2 separate regions of the Zea mays genome follow, and region 2 is linked to region 1. The links are chromatin contacts, called in public Hi-C maps. All regions are on one chromosome and are shown on one strand. The core of a region is the stretch at or near the end of the contact, and the rest is flanking DNA. Distances in the headings are between cores, read along the strand shown.

What was found. A called contact is a pair of places that touch in the nucleus more often than the background predicts.
Region 2: a contact with region 1 is called in a Hi-C map of ear, with 4 times the contacts expected there. The contact joins the promoter of LOC100274222 here to the promoter of LOC100283083 in region 1. A contact is called at or near these places in 7 of 25 Hi-C or Micro-C datasets (bundle sheath, ear, leaf and 2 more).

What each region holds. Positions count from the first base shown.
Region 1 is chr9:33,999,345-34,003,709 of Zm-B73-REFERENCE-NAM-5.0, forward strand. LOC100283083 (zinc finger protein CONSTANS-LIKE 16) reads left to right here and starts at 1,563. Exons shown (of 2, transcript NM_001155985.2): 1 at 1,563-2,813; 2 at 2,936-3,525. The coding sequence starts at 1,707. The coding sequence ends at 3,199.
Region 2 is chr9:34,226,412-34,230,696 of Zm-B73-REFERENCE-NAM-5.0, forward strand. It overlaps LOC100274222 (DNA repair protein RAD23), which reads left to right and starts at 1,928. Exons shown (of 12, transcript NM_001148593.1): 1 at 1,928-2,423; 2 at 2,864-3,025; 3 at 3,930-3,989. The coding sequence starts at 2,358.

The DNA of each region.
Region 1 (4,365 bases), core at 313-2,812:
CTATAGCTATTAGATTTTGTTCGTTTAATTGATTTTCATCTGATAATTCATATTTGAACTGCAAGTCACTCAAAAAATGGAAACCGTTAATGCAAAAATGATATTCATGTTATTTAACACAAGTTATGACCGATTTCAGGAGTAGACCGGAATTTTCGAGCACCATGCTCATGAAACATGACCGTGAACTTGTCATCAAGTTGTTTAAACATTGAATAAACACAAACAAAGTCAAAAAATCATGAAACTTGTCCACATGTCATAATATCATATGTAGAGGTTGTGATAAAAATTTGAGAATATTTCTAGAAAGTTGTAACGCACTATGTGTAGAAACCTAACTAGCGTAACATGAAATCATAGAGTTTCAATGTGGACCGGCTAGGTTTCTACACATAGTGCGTCACAACTTTCTTGAAATATTCTCAAATTTTTATCACAGCCTATCTACATATGATATCATGACATGTGGACAAGCTTCATGATTTTCTAACTTTGTTTGTGTTTTATACAGTTTTTAAACAATTGGATGACAAGTTCACCGTCATGTTTAGTGAGCATAGTGATCGAAGATTCTAGTATGTTCCTGAAATCGATCGTAACTTGTGCTAAATAACATGAATATCATTTTTGCATGCACGATTTTTCATGTTTCGAGTGACTTGCAATTCAAATCTAAATTTTTCGAAGAAATTCAATTAAACGAACTAAATCTAATAGCTATAGCAAACACTTTTATAATTGTGCAAAAATGGAACATATAGGTCTACATAGTGTAGAAACATACCACAAAAATTTTGGTTGGGAAAAGAAAAAAATAAAAATATACTTTGCCGAGTGTCCAATAATGACACTCGGCAAAGTAGCTTCTTTGCTGAGTGCCAAAGGTAACGACCGTCAGCTATAGACGACTGCTAACGTCCCTTTACCGAGCGTTGACTTTTATCAAGTGTTTAGCACTCAGCAAAGCTGTCTTTGCTGAGTGTCTTCCTGTGCCGAGAGTCCTGCTCTCGGTAAACGTAGTCGTTATCGAGAGTGGAACTTTACCGAATGTGGCATCTGGCAAAGAGCCGAATTCCAGTAATACATCATCCTATTCCTTATCCACCGTCAACGTTTTCTTTCACGTTGTCATGGTTACGGTCGACACCTCCCTTCCGCATAATGCATGGTAGCCTTAGCCAGAGCTAGCATATAGTAATAACCTAGTGATAACTTGAGCTACGAAGACCAAGAAAGACTTTTCTCGCCTTGCCCTAGCGGTCCCCTGCCACTGCCAGCAACCGTGAGAGCGATGTGGAAAGGGCTCTAGCCTGTAGGCCGTGCGTAGCTGAAGGTGGTGGCCCCACTGGAAATCCCGTCGGAGCCAATCACAAGCGCCTGCCCCGCATCCTGCGCTACCCTTCGACCAATCACGTTGCAGATAAGACCCGCAGGTAGTGGTGCCCTTGCGCGACACCAAAAGTGCAAGCAAAGTGCAGCCGGCGGGGCCCAGAAAGCGCGCAAGATGGGCCCATCTTCTCCTTCGGTTCTATAAAACCGAGCACCGCGATATTTTCAGCACATTTTTTCCCTAACATCTACAGTACATACAAAAACTCAGAGTGTACGTCGGCACATGTGGATACTATAGGTCCCATCCTACTACATTCAGCGTAGAAGAAGCCATCACTGAGTAGCACGCCGGCACACCGCTTTGAAGGGAAATGATTGCCACGACCACGACCGGCAGCTCGGCGAAGGCGGCGGCGGTGGGTGGCAAGGAGGCGCGCGCCTGTGACGCGTGCCTGCGCCGGCGGGCCAGGTGGTACTGCGCAGCGGACGACGCGTTCCTGTGCCAAGTCTGCGACACGTCGGTGCACTCCGCGAACTCGCTCGCGCGGCGTCACGAGAGGCTGCGTCTGCGCCCCACGTCTCCGCTGCAGACGCCGCCGCCTCCCACGCCGGCGTCAGCGAATCGCGAGAGCCACGACGAGGTGGTGCCGGCGTGGTTCAAGCGCAAGGCGCGCACCCCGCGCGGTGGGCGCGCCAAAAGCGATGTGCGGACGTTGTCGCGGCGCCTCGTTGTGCCCCATGCGGCGGGCGGGGACTCGCCAGATGGTCGGAACGACGAGGGGGAGTTCGAGGCCGAGGAGCCGGAGGAGGAGGTGCTTTACCGCGTGCCTGTCTTTGACCCTGCCCTGGCAGAGTTCTGCTCGCCCCAGCCTCTTGAGGACGCGGCCGCTCTCGCGTCGTCCTGCAACGAAGACGGCGCCGTCGAGGACCCGGCGAAGACAGATCGAGAGACACCTGCAGCGGCGCCGCTGGTGCAGTTTTTCCCCGACGGAGGTCATGCCAACTTCGGGCCGACCGACGCCGAGCTCAGGGAGTTCGCCGCGGACATGGAGGCCTTGCTCGGGTACGGCCTGGACGACGGCAACGAGGAGAGCTCGTCGTTCTGCATGGAGACGCTGGGCCTCCTGGAACCGGTGGAAGTGGGTGAAGACGCGTCGCGAGTCAAGGTGGAGACTGACGCCGGCAGTGCCTGCGAAGCCAGTGGCACGCTGGCGTGCGCCCTCGAGCTGCTGGACCCAGATGCATCTGACGAGATGCTGGACATCGACTTCAACTACGGCTCGCCTCAGGACACGACGACGACCGAGAATGCCGCGAGCAGCAGCCACACGGGAACCGACGGCCAGTTCTTGCAGACGAGCCTCTCGCTCACCCTCAACTACGAGGCCATCATCCAGAGCTGGGGGAGCTCGCCGTGGACCGGCGGCGCCGAACGACCACATGTCAAGCTCGACGACAGCTGGCCCCACGACTGCACGGTACGTTCAATTCCCGGGCCCCGCCACATCATCGAGATCCCTGACTTTTTGAGTGCATGCACGGCTTCGCTCGATCGGAGTGATTGTGTTAACGTCGAATTCAATTCTTGTTCTAAATACAGAACATGTGGGTTGTGGGACGAGGAATGGTCGGCCACGGCGGTGAGGACTTGCTGGGCACGCCGAGGCTGGGGCAGGGCATGGACGACGTTGGCCGGGAGGCCCGAGTGTCGCGGTACCGGGAGAAGCGCAGGACGCGGCTCTTCTCCAAGAAGATCCGGTACGAGGTGCGCAAGCTCAACGCCGAGAAGCGGCCACGGATGAAGGGCCGCTTCGTCAAGCGCGCCACCGCCGGTGGCAGTCTCACCATCGCTGGCCTCGCTTAGTGCCGCCGGCATTCTGCATGCTTGGTTGTGCCTGCGTGGCTGCATATATATATATACTGGAGGTGCGACAGCGCGCCGTCGGCTCCGGCGCCTCTCGAGTCTCGTCCGTCGTCATGAAACCATGACAAGAACAAACAACTCGTCGAAGTTGCTCTTTAGCTAATTCAATTCAACTCAAATAAAATAAAAATGACTATTCTTTCATCGGATCCGTTCGACAATTTAAACATTTTATAAGCTGCTGCCTTAGAGTGGCACTTGCTTTATTTGCTTGTGACGATGGTCGAGTAATTTTCTTTATAATAGAGCGCGGAGGGAATATTGGTTCCGAACTATTGATCACTATTTGTAGGTGGCACCGGATGGTCCAGCCCGCTGACGTTTGGCTATATGTACATATCTTCTCGCGTGTCTATCTCTCTAATCTCGCAGAAGCTGTTGGAGGACGTCTAGGAATAAGTCTAGACTCCTCGTTATATAGTTGAAGGGGTATGATCAATTAAACAACCAACAATCAATTAAACAATCAAATTATCTTTTGTTCTTTACATTTTGCACTAGGAGTAGACAGTAACATAGTTTCCTCTCTCTAATATTTACCTCTCTTCGACTCTATGTCGCTTAGAGGCGTTTTGGGTGGCCTGCCGACCTAAGACAAACCCTTAAATATGTTGGCGAACTGCGCACGCGCGGACCGTCCGGCAACCAGACGTGGACGGTTCGACTCGTCAAGTAGAAACCCTAGCCTCTGCGCCATGTCATGGATCGTCCGGCCCTCGGCTGCGGACCGTTCGCGCTTCAATAGAGAGCACCGCCGCCGGTAGTCATCGCAATAATTGGTGCCCAGATCAGTGCCAACACACTTTTTGGCGACTCCGCTGGGGAACTCGCATAAAGATCTATCAGATCAGTCCTCAATGGCCCATTCAAAGATAGCTCTGACGTCTCTCCCAGCAACATCATTGAGCCGACCTGGGAAACTCTACCAGTTGAATATCATCAGGAGTTTGAGGAGCACAAGGACTAGCTGATCAAGGAAGCACAGGAAAAATTCCTAGCCATCTTCAAAGTGGGCTGGAATCACAAGGTCGTCCGGTAGCGGGCGACTGATCTCGCTTTCTGTCCGACCTGCTATGACTACCCCAAGGTAAGCGAGACAAACGAAA
Region 2 (4,285 bases), core at 678-3,177, 230 kb after region 1:
CTTTCCCCCCTCCTCCTTGCGGAAAGGCGATGCAGGGGCGTATGTAAAAAAGTAGAGTCTGTCCTTGACCGTCCTCTCGCTCTATGCGGAAGCTCGGGGGCTGCTCTCACAAACCCGGCTCCGGCCAAACCGTTGACAGCGTCAACATACCAGCCCGAGAACTTGGGACTCGACTGTGCACCCGGGCTACGGCCAGTTCGCATGAGGGAACAACCAGACCGGCCAAAGCATCACGAAACGCATTAAGACCTCGAAGGAGTCAAACCACTCCTCCGAGGCCTCGGGGGGCTACACCCGGTGCGCGCGCCCACCGGAACGAAAACGCAACCGAGAAAGGTCGGTCCCCTTGCAAAAAAGTGTGACAAAAGCCTCCAAGCGAGTATTAACACTCCCTTCGAGGCTCGGGGGCTACTGTCGGGGACCATAATTAGGGGTACCCCAAGACTCCTAATCTCAGCTAGTAACCCCCATCAGCACAAAGCTGCAAAGGCCTGATGGGTGCGATTAAGTCAAGGCTCGGTCCACTCAAGGGACACGATCTCGCCTCGCCCAAGCCCAGCCTCGGGCAAGGGCAACCGACCCCGGAGGATCCACGTCTCGCCCGAGGACCCCCTCAAGCAACGGACACACCTTCGGTTCGCCCGAGGCCCAGTCTTCGCCGAGAAGCAACCTTGGCCGGATCGCCACACCGACCGACCGTATCGCAGGAGCATTTAATGCAAGGATGGCCTGACACCTTATCCTGACGCGCACCTTTCAGTCGACAGAGCCGAAGTGACCGCAGTCACTTCGCCGCTCCACTGACCGGCCTGACAAGAAGACAGCGCCGCCTGCGCCGCTCCGACTGCTGTGCCACTCGACAGAGTGAGGCGGACAGCAGCCAAGTCCGACCTCGGGCGCCATAGGAAGCTCCGCCTCGCCCGACCCCAGGGCTCTGACTCGGCCTCGGCCCCGAAAGACGACGAACTCCGCCTCGCCCGACCCCAGGGCTCGGACTCGGCCTCGGCCCCGGAAGACGACGAACTCCGCCTCGCCCGACCCCAGGGCTCGGACTCGGCCCCGGAAGACGACGAACTCCGCCTCGCCGACCCCAGGGCTCGGACTCGGCCTCGGCCTCAGACGATGGTCTCCGCCTCGCCCGACCCGGGGCTCGGACTCGACCTCGACCTCGGAAGACAGACTCGACCTCGGAGGAGCCTCCGCCTCGCCCAGGGCTCGGACCGACCACGTCACAGGGGGGCCATCATTACCCTACCCCTAGCTAGCTCAGGCTACGGGGAACAAGACCGACGTCCCACCTGGCTCGCCCCGGTAAACAAATAATGATGGCGCCCCGCGTGCTCCGTGACGACGGCGGCTCTCAGCCCCTTACGGAAGCAAGGAGACGTCAGCAAGGACTCGACAGCCCCGACAACTGTCCTTCCGCAAGGCTCCAGCGCTCCTTCGACGACCACGACATCACATGAACAGGGTGCCAAGACCTCTCCGGCTGCCACGACGACATGTATTTAGGGCACTAGCTCCTCTCTGCTAGACACGTTAGCACACTGCTACACCCCCATTGTACATCTTGACCCTCTCCTTACGCCTATAAAAGGAAGGTCCAGGGCTCTCTTACAAGAAGGTTGGCCGCGCGGGGGAACGGGACGACGCGTAAAGTCTCTCGCTCTCTCCCACGCGGACGCTTGTAACCCCCTACTGCAAGCATACCCGACCTAGGCGCAGGGCAACACGAAGGCCGCGAGTTTCCCCTTTTGCCTGTCTCCCCTTTTTGCCTCCCTTCGTGTTTCGTACAGGAACCCCGGGGTCGAAACATCGACATATATATATAGAAACCGTAGCAATGTACGCTCATCTGGCTAATATTAGCTTAACAAAACAGCTCAAAGTCGGTCGAGCCAGCCTAACCGTGTATTGGTGTGGGCAACTTTTTTTTCCCAACCGGGCACACTTCCGTTTACATCTATCCCCTCAGCCAGCGGCCAGCGCACAGCGCAACCGCCTCAAAACACCCGCGTGTGCGTGACAGTGCAGCTAGATCCACCCACAACCTCGCCACCACTCTCCACGCCTTCCGATCCAATCACCCGCCCCTTTCACTGACGCCAGGATCAATCAGGCACGGTCCCACGGGACAGCGAGAATATCTAGGTCGACCCTGAGAGCCAGCCGCCAGGCGCTGATTTCTCTTTTGTAGCCTCCGGATTTTTTTTCGCCTATAATTACTCTTCCCCGTGCGCCCTCGCGAGGTCGAACCCCCAAGGCGAGGCGACGAAACCCTCGCCAGTCCCCAACTCGAACCTCAGTCAGGCAGCGTGAGGAGGGAGAGTTCAAGGACCGAGGCGGCGTCGGGCGAGATGAAGCTTAACGTCAAGACCCTCAAGGGCACCAACTTCGAGATCGAGGCGAGCCCCGATGCATCGGTACGGCCCCCTTCCCGTCCTTCTCACTTCAATCCGATCGATTCCGTGCAATTTTTGACCGTTTCCCTGGATTCGGGTGCGGCTCGGTACGATTTCGCGGTTATCTGGTGCAGCGATTGCGCTGCCGGCCGCTGGTAGCGCAGGGGGCTTTGATATGAATCTAGGGTTTTTATTTTGGGGGCGTCCAGCCGGCGGATGGTGGGAGCCCGTTGCTCTCTGGTTTTCTGCATTTTGAACTTCAGTTTCTCACACGGGACATAGTCTAGGGTTTGTCGTTGGTTGGAGTTTGGGGTTTGTGGTTGCGTGTGTTCGTCGTAATTATCACAGTAATGCGGCGCGGTTGCTGTACAGACGGATGATTCAGCATGTCGTGGTGTTCTATTTATGTTGCTCGGCAACGTCTCTAGTCGTGCAGCCTACTCACTGCTTGTAATTTTCAGGTTGCTGATGTGAAGAGGATCATTGAGACCACTCAAGGTCAGAGTACCTACCGGGCGGACCAGCAAATGCTCATATACCAAGGGAAAATTCTCAAGGATGAAACCACTTTGGAAAGCAACGGAGTTGCTGAGAACAGCTTCCTTGTTATAATGTTGTCCAAGGTATTTGGTGCTCTCTGTCTTATCCCATCAGTGATGTGTTCAATAATCTGGTTCTTAACTGGAAACTGTGATTGGTTTGCCTGCAAGTCGTGCCATATTTTGAGTGTTTTGGGTTGGTTGCATTAATTTCACTTTCATATCTTACTTTACTTCAGCTGTTATTGTTACATGTATGGATTGCTAGTAAAATATTAGTAGTTTGCCTTATGAATTATGATGCTCATAAGTTATCTACAGTAGATAGTTGTCTTGTTACTTCTGCTAGTGCTCTGGATGGTGCAGTCATTTGCCTGAGAATTGGCATTGTGACTGATTTCTTTGATGATTTCCATGTAAATTGTAAATTATTTCTTTGAATATCTTGCAAATTGTTATTTGATTTCCTCAACTCTGTATGACCAAGTGATTAGTCTTCCAGAATGGAAGTCTCAGATTCAACATAACACAGATTTGGATTTGAATTATTTCATCTCTTTTCTTTTCCAGTTTCTTCGTATTTACTCTCCATTTTTACTGCTCTTTTGTGAAATACAATGGCTACATTGTCAACTGCTTAGTGCATTTTAAATAAAACTCAACCTTTACTTGCTTGGTCGATGAATTGATTGCTTTCAAGGTGATAATGACAACATAAGATATTGAATGCTTCGTATTGGGTTTTGTGGGGTTTTCCCCTCTTTGTGACTGACCTAAATTTAATTACTTCACAAAAACGAAAATACAACGTTCAGAGTTATGTCGATTTCGTGTGAAGATGTCTTTTAACAGCTTCCATGACCCGTTATATATTTTCCAATTTTTAACTTCAGCTACAGTTGACACTGATTTATTTGGTTAAGCTGCTATTAGCTTCTAATCTTTATGTTCTATCTAATCTGACATGCATGACATGATTTTTTGCTAGGCTAAGGCATCATCGAGTGGAGCTTCTACCGCTACTACTGCAAAAGCTCCTGCAACTCTGGTTAGTTTTGGCATAGTTGATGTAGTTATTTTCGTATTTCGCTAGTGTTCTTCTTCGGGGTTGCAATGTAGAAGTACTTGTGTTGTAAAAATGAATTGCATTCCAAATCTTGTCTGTCTTGTGTGGGATATGAATTGGCATGTCATTAGTGTTCACATGTGTCATAGGACTCATCCATGTTTATTGGTGTACTTTGGGATATGAATTAGCAGATTTAGAATGACAGGCCTGGTGCAGTGTTGATAGCTGTCGCTGTCTCAATGAGTCACCAGGTCGAGGGTTCAAAGCAGCCTCTC